3 separate regions of the Mus musculus genome follow, and regions 2 and 3 are each linked to region 1. A link is a contact called in public HiChIP or PLAC-seq data. All regions are on one chromosome and are shown on one strand. Each heading gives the region's core, a stretch centred on a gene start, on an enhancer-like site or on the middle of the called end of the contact. The rest is flanking DNA. Distances are from core to core; before and after follow the strand shown.

Region 1 (2,938 bases), core at 365-2,864:
TTGGTATAGCATTGGAAATGTAAATGAGCTAAATACCTAATAAAAATTGGAAAAAATAAAATAAAAGAAGGCTCTGAGACCAGACCAGCTGCCCGGAAGAGGTATAGACCAACTGAGGCATTTTACAACCTGTTGAGCGGCCTGCAGGCTGTGCAGTGTGCTTCCGATTTCCAACTTTGTGAGCTGTCACCCACACTGGGGTGGGCTTCAGTAGTACAGCTATCTTTGAGTCACTTCTCGTCCTATAAGTAACCCTTCAGCCATATTCCTGTAGATGGCCCCAATAAAACCCAGTGGTTCGCCAAACTCTGTTTTGGTGATATCTGTACTTTGGTCTGTCATGGGTTTCCTATCTGGGATGAGTAGATGTGGGTATTATGCCTCCCCAGGAAAAGTTTTTCACATAGCAGCAGGCAAAGTGACCTTGAACTTTGGCCTTTACCTCGTGGTGCTGGGATCAGAAGCATGTATAATCAGCTCTGTGGTAATGTGGTGCTAGGAACTGAACCCAGGGCTTTGTGCATGCTAGGAAGCACTCTTCCAACTGAGCCTCACTCTAGCCAGGGGACACTTTGTCCTCTGTTTACTATCAGATTCCCAAAGAGGTCAGATAGCACGTGCTTAGGAACTAGATGCCTAGATTCAAACTCAGGCTCTACCACTTTCTCTGCTATGTGACCTTGGACAAACCCATTAATTTCCTGTGCCTCAGTTTCCTCATCTACATGATGGGAGTAAAAATAATATTGCCAACTTCTTAGATCTCTTGAGAAGATAAAATGAGTTCCTGGTCCCTGGAAAGAACCATGGATATATGAGCTGCTGCTACTATTTAAGATGATACCTCTAATACTCTGTACCTGGCGAGTATGTATTGATTAAGTAACTCAGACTGCAAAGATCACTGTTTAGGGAACAGGCTAGATGCAGATGCAGAATTTACCCAAGGAGTTTTAAAAAGGCCTTCATGTTGTTGGGGTGGGGGTGGGGGTGAGGGTGGGGTCGTGGGAGAGTGTTGGGCCAAGAGTCATTTACCCTTTAGTCTGAACTTTAGCCCGACTCTGCGTGCACTATTGTGCATTTCTGAGATAGAATTTGTAGCGTTTGTTTTGTTCTTTTGAGACAGAGTCTTGCCAGGTAGCCCAGGCTGCTCCCAGATTCACTATGTTGCACATGATGGCCTCAAACCTGCAGCAGTCCTTTTGCCTTGGCTTTCTGGGTGCTGAGATTACAAGATTACACTATTCCTGACCAGTCCGCATTTTGTGAAGGAAGAAAATCCACTTCTGCCCCAAATGTAGCTAGAGCCAGAGAATAAACACAGTGGTCTTAAAATATCTCCATCTGACTAGAAAGATGATATTCCCAGCCGGGACTCTTAAAGGTGGGTCTGAATGAGGTCTCCCCTCCGAGAGCATTGTTCAGAATGTTTGCAGATGAACACAGCTACAGTCAGAACCCCGCCCTCTGGCCTGCCTCTTCAATTCACTCACAGAGACATAACAAGCCCCAGAAGAAAGGCTGAGATATGCTTACAATTGGAAATGGGTGTTTGGAAGAAACCATTGGGCAGGAACCCCATTCCCGTTCCATTAACCGCTGACTCAGAGCCAGTTGTTTGGAAAAGCCAATATGCAAACTGCTCAGTCTGCGCCTGGCCCCCGCCCCACGAGGCCCCATTAGCAGCCACTTTCCCAAAACAGCCCGCCCTGCTTTGGAAGGTTCCTTTCTATTCAACCCGAGCAGGGCCCAGCAGCAGCCTGCTTGCCAGGCCCTGAGCTGGGAAAGACAAAGGGCCGCGATTGAATTTTCTCGGCGGCGCAGAATCTGAAGATGTTGTTTACTCTAGAGAATGGGTTGAAGCTCCCGGCCCGAGGGTGCAGTCTCTAGCTGCTCACCCGCCATTAGTCATAACTTAATAAAAGCCCTAAACGGCTAGCGGAAGAGCCGGCTTCGAAGGCGCAGAGATTGCCTTAGTTCACTCCAAGAAAAGGGGTTTCTTCATCTCATTTTATTTTCTAGAAAATGCCATCTGAAATGAGGTCCACATCCAGCAGAGGCAGGCTTGGGGACTTGAAGAGGTGGATTCGAATCCTGCTCTGGTTTTATTAGCCGGAGGACCTGATGTGGCTTCCTGCAGTTAGAGCTGAAGCCGTTCGTCTGTTTTCCTCCCGTGTTTATCCTTTTGAAAGAACCCCCATTTTCATCTAGGATCCACCTGCCCTCCTGGGTCTAGAGTGAGATCCTGATTGCTTCAAGTCAGTAATGATGCTCCCCACCCTTGCCTCGGGGGCCATATGATACAACTCTAGTCAGAGCTTTGAGTGGAAATAGTTCTAGGAGTTTCTAGGAATAATCTCCCCCCATTTAAGAAAGAGTCCCATGGAAGGTAAGTCTTTTTCCTTTCTTCTCTCCAGCATTGTATTGGGCTTTTATGTATAACTTTGCTATGGTTCTTTTATAGCCAAGAGGTAAGTCTGCCCGAAGAAGCTAACATGCTGAAGTTGTCAAGAAGGAAGGAAAAGAGGGGGAGGACGTTGTTGATACTGGTGAGCTGCTGCCCCGGAAACCACCCCTTACTATGTAAGCTGGAAGAGCAGATGGACCAGGGACAGTCTACCCAGTTAGTGCATGGGGATAAGGATTACGTGGATAGCATAGGTCTGTACTTGATAGTAACTTAATCTCCTCTTTCTCCCCAGAAAGAACAGGATAGCCACAGGACTTGGTGAACCCTAAACTTCTATGCCTGGGAACCCCAAGAACCCCAGGAGAGAAACAAGTATGGAAAAAAGAATGGAAAAAGTTTTCTAAAGGTGAAAGAGGGTTGTGGGTGGAGCTGGGCTGGTGGGTGGGGCTGGGCTGGCACACTTGAAGCCCTGGGTTCCATCTCCAGGGACGGGTGCACACAGCAACTCCAGCACTGTGGAGGGGAGGC
Region 2 (2,700 bases), core at 107-2,606, 310 kb before region 1:
GGTTCTTGGTTATAAATGGTGCCCCATATTTAAAAAAAAAAAAAAGCTCAACATGAAGCAGGCTTGATTATCTTATCTTCAAGACCATCGTTAGGTTTTGTCTTATTGTTTTGTTTTTGCCTGTGGCCATATCTGCAGATTTCTTTATTTCTCTCTTTTCTGTGTTTATTTTGTTTTTTGAGATAAGGTTTCTCTGTGTAACAGAGCCCTGGCTGTCCTAGACTGGCTCTGTGAACCAAGCTGGCCTGGAACTCATAGATATCCACCTGCCTCTGCCTCTTGAGTGCTGGGATTAAAGGCATGCACCACCATGCCAGCGCTCTCTTCTGTATTTTTGAGATGGTATCTCATTATAAATTTGTAGCCATGCTCCCTGCCTCTTTTCTTTTTTTTTTTTTTTTTTTTTTTTTTTTAAGATTTATTTATTTATTATATGTAAGTACACTGTAGTTGTCTTCAGATACACCAGAAGAGGGCACCAGATCTCATTACGGGTGGTTGTGAGCCACCATGTGGTTGCTGGGATTTGAACTTCAGACCTTCGGAAGAGCAGTCGGGTGCCCTTACCCACTGAGCCATCTCACCAGCCCCTCCCTGCCTCTTTTCTACGGGGATCACAGGTATAAGCCACAGTGTCTGGTTTAGCTTTCTCTACTAAGGAGACCCACTAAAAAAACAGCATATCAGACAATGTGGAAGACAATTTGTGTTGAAGGAGATACATATAAAAATGTATTTTCTCAAATTACTATTATTTATCTTATGTATATGTGTGTTTTGCTGGCAGAGGCCAGAAAATGGCATTGGATCCCCTGGAACTCAAGTTATAGACAATTGTGAGGTGCTATAAGGATTCTGAGAATTAAACCAGGGTTCTCTGGGCCATCTCTCCAGCCCTTTTTAAAAAAAAAAAAGATACATTAATTTTTTTTTTTAAAAATCCAAAACCATAAATTAGAATCAGTGCTAAATGTATTATAAAAGTCATTTCACAACAACTGGAGACAATTTCATCCTTTTCAGTTATTTTTATTTTATTTTATTTTTAAGGTTATACTAGACTATCCATTAGCTGATTCTCAAATTGCTACAGGACAGTTATTAGAAGATTTTTTTTTTCTTTTTCTTTTTCTTTTCTTCTTTTAATTGCATTTCTGTGCTGAAGTTATTGAGATCAGCTCTCTGCTGCGACTGCGATTGCGTTGTTACTGGGAAACTTGCACACACTCGCGCACACACAGAGTTTAACGTGAGGCCCGTACAAAAACAGAGAGATTAGACACAAAGAAATGTAAACAGCCCTCACATGCTAGGAAGCTAGGTTACAAGAATCCCAGCGCCAGGCATTCACCAGTCACCATGGAAAACAGGAAGTGAGGTGCATAGCAACCACGAGCCAAAAAGCAGAAAAGCGCATACCTTCAGCTTGGAATGAAAATCACGAGATTTCCTTCTGGCAAGAACCTGAATGTGACTAGACACCTGCAGGGTAGGGGAAGGGAGGAAAACAAAGGAAAAGCCTGTAACCATGGAGATGAAAAGCCCCCTACAACTGGGCAAGCCAGACGTACCTTAATGGCGGCTTGAATTTCTCGAACTTTCTTTCTTGCTAAGACCTGTATATGACTAGACACCTACATTTTTCGGGTTTATGCGGGGGAAACAAAACGAGAAAAAAAGAAAACAAAAAAAAACAAAAACAAAAACAAAAAAAGGAAATCAAATATAAAATCGCTATTCCTTGGGAGGGGTGGGGTAGGGGAGGTTATTTGCATCTCAACGAAGCTCTGCAGTTAGGAACATACAGTCCCAGCCAGACACCAAGCCCCCAGCACCTCTCTAAAGCTCTATGGACAGGGTCCTCGTGGCAGTGACTTGATTCAGAACTTTAGGCAGGCTCGTCTCCATGTTCCCACCCAGAGAGATGAGAGGTGGGTGCTGGGAAAAACCTTATTTGGAGAGCCATAAGAAGAGAGAGGAGGGATGCTTTCTTTATGAAATTTTTAAAAAGGCGGGGGTAGAGATAAATTAAAATATTTACAGCATCTCAGTATCGGGAGAGAAAGAAAATTCCCCTTCCTCAATTTAGAGAGGACTGTCCATAAATTAGCATGCTCTACAGAATCAAAGCTGAGGCTGTGAGCTGGATTCTGATCTCCTGGAGGACTCTAGATTCTGTGGCAAATGCTGAAATAATACCGGCACATAAATTAGATCTCAAAGAAAAATGGGACCCAGTTAGCAGAGCCTCCCCGCCCACCCCAACCCCTTAAAATGTCTTTAATCCTTCCACACTTTTGGGAATCGCCTGGGAGCCAAGTGGATCTGCATATTATTACAAAAAGAGATGTGTGAATACAACCAGCCAGCCAGTTAAAAATCTGGTCTGAAAAACCACTCAGCTTTGCTGAACAACACTAGAGTGGTGTCGCCAACTGTGGCCAACAGGCACCCCGAGGGTGATGCTGGGTGTGGAAAAACTGCCAGACAGGCCTCTAACACAGTGATTCCACTGGGCAAGCAAAACCGCATCGATTTCAGTGGGACTTGATTACATTTAGAAGATCCCCCCGTGAAGGGGTCACTGGGCAAGTGAGCAGAGCGTGCTGGCCAACAGGCCAGTTCAGCACTTGAGATGGAAGGAGAGCGCGGTGTCTGCATTGGGAGACTCTGAACCTTCCCATTACAAGTTCAGTGACT
Region 3 (2,862 bases), core at 212-2,711, 350 kb before region 1:
GTGAGTTCCATGACACATCTGGCATATAAGGTGTAACTACTCAGACAGATACAAACCCACCACTCTCCACAAGTCATGAGCAGAGACACATTATGGAATTTCCTCCAGAAACCAACAAAAAAGAAGTTACTAACACGCTGAGTGGATTAAAGGCTCCAAGATCTGTTTGTAGGCAAGTTCTGGAAAGCAGGGTAGGGGCAGAGGCAGGTGTCAAAGGCAGGTCAAACAAACAAAAATATACCAACAAAAATATACCGCTGGGGCTGGGGATGTAACCCAGTCGGGAGAGTGCTCGACTACTATGCATGAGGATTTAGGTTTAGTCTTTTGCCTTCATAAACCAGGAATGTTGGCACATGCCTATAATCTACACATGGGATGCAAAAGCAAGAGGATCAGGAGTTCAAAGCCAGCCTTTGCTACATGAGACACTTAAGGCATGGCTTCTCCTCATTGTCCTCTTATTCAATATACCTATTTATTCAAAGCTATGGTTCACTGTTCAATTTCATGGATTAGGGGTTGGGGGGGAGACCTGTGCTTTGGGGCAAACATGAAAAATGCAATTATCAGTCCAGTGTGGTAGTCCATGCCTTTAATCCCAGCTCCTGGGAGGCAGAGGCAAGTGGATCTCTGTGAGTTCAAGGCCAGCCTGGTTTACAAAGAGAGTTCCAGGACAGTCAGACTGTTACACTGAGAAACCCTGTCTTGGGTAGGGAGAAAAAAAAAATCTTTAAAATGAAGCCTGGTCTAGGTGTGTGGGATCCAGACCCTGAAGAGGGGACAGGGCAAAGGGCCAAGGACAGAGAAACTGTCCCTGCAAACCCTGTGGCCTCTGGAGAACTGGCTACAAGGGAGCTGACAGCCCACATAGAAAGGACACTTGGCGGTGTCACAGGCTAACAAGGCAAAGCTTGCTGGGTGAGTAAGGAGAGAACCCCTAAGGTAAAGACATAAAGGGGCAGGGGCAGCCTGTGGACATACCCTTCCAACTTATCTCCCTTCATTTTTGAGTGTGCAGAGGGCTGGGCAGGAATTATGAGGTTATAGAAATGAAAACCATCCAGGACTGTCCTTGACAAGAGCCAGTGTAATGGGAACTGATGGATGGGCCGTTTTCAAACCACCACTTTGAATCTCCCCTCTGCATCCTCTCTGAGCCATGATCAAAGGACCAAGATTTCAAATTGTGAAGCAATTTTTTCCCAATGGCAGCATCTGGCTGCTTGGCAGGCGGCACCAGGAGCTGGGCCTTGCTGTGGGCGGCTGTCCAGGCCTGCCACATGGTGAGGCTAGGCCAGGCAGGGCACGCCTTGCGGGCTTTGCAGCTGCTCCCACAGGCGCCAAAGGACAATTGCTCTGCACAGGGCAAAGGGGCCCTGAGAGACTGAGCTTAACTAGGGAGCGAGGGGGTAGGTTTGGAGAGAGCTGGCAGCCCCAGAGCCCTCCCACACTGCTTCATTTGCATGCCCACCCCACAGGATTCAGGGGTCTGGGCAGGGGAGGCCTGCGTTGTGCTGGACACCGCTCCAGTTAGACAGCCTGCCTATGGGGACAGGGAAGGAAGGGGCTGCCAGCAGGGAAGTGGGCCCCTGAGTGCAGCCATTCACTGGAGTCTGTGTGCCCTGACACAACACCACTGAAGCAGAGGCCACAGCTGTTTTAAATAAGAATAACAGGAATAAACTCAGCCAGCCTAGCTCTTCAACTTACTTCCCACTAATTATGGCATATATTTACATCCACAAAATAGACGATTTTTAAAAACACCACCGGGACCCTTTATTGTGCAGACTGCACACCCCCATTTGAATTTCATAAACATTCAGTACTTCAAAGAATCTTAAAAGCTTGCTCTAATTACAATAAGCCTCGTCTGAAAAGGCTGTCTGTTTGCATTGCAAATTTCCCACCAATGCAAGTATTCATTTACAAAAATGCAATTAATATTACCCACACAACTCCAGGTAAGGACCCACTGTAGGCTTCAGGCTGGAACTGTCATAGACTCAAGGTCTTAGCCCTACCAACTAAGTCTCTGTTCAGACTGCTTGCTTTCCAACTGAGCCAGGTAATGAAGTCCTGGGCGTCCAGCGGAGGTGGCCTGACCTTACCTAGTTCATCAGTGTACAAAGAATGCTGCCACTTTCCCAGGTTGTTGCTTATTTAAGAGGGACATTCCATCCATGAAATGTCCCTCTTAAATAAGCAACAACCACCAGGCAACCAATCACACACAGTGAAATAACAGCTGTACGTGAATAAGCTATAGGTTACCCAGTGAAACCTGCATGGCAGATACACATCACCAGTACTTTGGTACACAAGCGTTCCAGTGATCTCATAGACACTAGCTCTGGGATTTAAATTTAAATGGGAAGGCCTCAGTGTTAGTTACTCCCCCAATAATTCTACTAATGCTAATGAGTCATCTTTACTAAAAAGAACAAAAACTAAGACATATCCTCAAATGCTGACTGCTGTAAGAAAATGTCCTAATTGTATACAAATACTGTATCCATCCATGTACAACCCTCAGACTGGGTTGACAGGTAACTGGGCCTAGAGTCTGTCTCACATTTTATATCGTATTCTTTTATCTTCTTGAATTACTTGTAACTAACTTGTATTACTTTCAAAAGATTATAATTTTTATTCTTTTCCTGACTGTGTGCATGCACGACTGCGTACATGAGTGCAGGTGTACAGGGAAGCCAGGGGTGTTTGATCTGTGGGAGCTGGAGCTACGGGTGGTGCTGAGTCACCGACTGGGTGTTGGGATCTGAACTCTGGTTCTCTGGAGAAGCAGTTCATGCTTTCAACTGCTACGCTCCAAGCCGCCTTCTCTCTAGCCCCCTACTT

The links. HiChIP or PLAC-seq counts read pairs in DNA pulled down with a chosen protein or histone mark.
Region 2: a contact with region 1 is called in an H3K27ac HiChIP or PLAC-seq map of embryonic stem cells, with 11 read pairs. The contact joins the enhancer-like site here to the promoter of Parvaos in region 1. A contact is called at or near these places in 1 of 15 datasets of contacts at CTCF or cohesin (the NIH/3T3 cell line), 1 of 484 Hi-C or Micro-C datasets (nephron progenitors), 6 of 115 datasets of contacts at active chromatin or transcription factors (embryonic basal ganglia, embryonic hindbrain, embryonic stem cells and 2 more) and 2 of 9 other capture datasets (liver and pancreatic islet).
Region 3: an H3K4me3 HiChIP or PLAC-seq map of embryonic basal ganglia shows a contact between it and region 1, with 3 times the contacts expected there. The contact joins the enhancer-like site here to the promoter of Parvaos in region 1. A contact is called at or near these places in 1 of 39 promoter capture datasets (embryonic stem cells), 1 of 15 datasets of contacts at CTCF or cohesin (the NIH/3T3 cell line), 2 of 484 Hi-C or Micro-C datasets (embryonic stem cells and nephron progenitors), 7 of 115 datasets of contacts at active chromatin or transcription factors (astrocytes, embryonic basal ganglia, embryonic stem cells and 2 more) and 2 of 9 other capture datasets (adipose tissue and pancreatic islet).

The regions. Positions count from the first base shown.
Region 1 is chr7:112,534,359-112,537,296 of GRCm38.p6, reverse strand. Parvaos (parvin, alpha, opposite strand) reads left to right here and starts at 1,614. Exons shown (of 5, transcript NR_154467.1): 1 at 1,614-2,389; 2 at 2,465-2,549; 3 at 2,703-2,816. All of the region lies in intron 1 of Parva (parvin, alpha), which reads right to left.
Region 2 is chr7:112,840,822-112,843,521 of GRCm38.p6, reverse strand. It overlaps Tead1 (TEA domain family member 1), which reads right to left. Exons shown (of 13, transcript NM_009346.4): 4 at 1,420-1,482. Among named protein-coding and RNA genes, the nearest start is that of Rassf10, 110 kb to the left of the region's middle. Within about 2 kb of position 1,356, at least 98 of the 459 cell types and tissues checked have an H3K27ac peak or open chromatin away from gene starts, as enhancers often do. A contact at or near this core is called in embryonic stem cells and forebrain, where this site is marked.
Region 3 is chr7:112,882,545-112,885,406 of GRCm38.p6, reverse strand. The region is part of intron 10 of Tead1 (TEA domain family member 1); the gene reads right to left. Among named protein-coding and RNA genes, the nearest start is that of Rassf10, 70 kb to the left of the region's middle. Within about 2 kb of position 1,461, at least 112 of the 459 cell types and tissues checked have an H3K27ac peak or open chromatin away from gene starts, as enhancers often do. A contact at or near this core is called in astrocytes and embryonic basal ganglia, where this site is marked.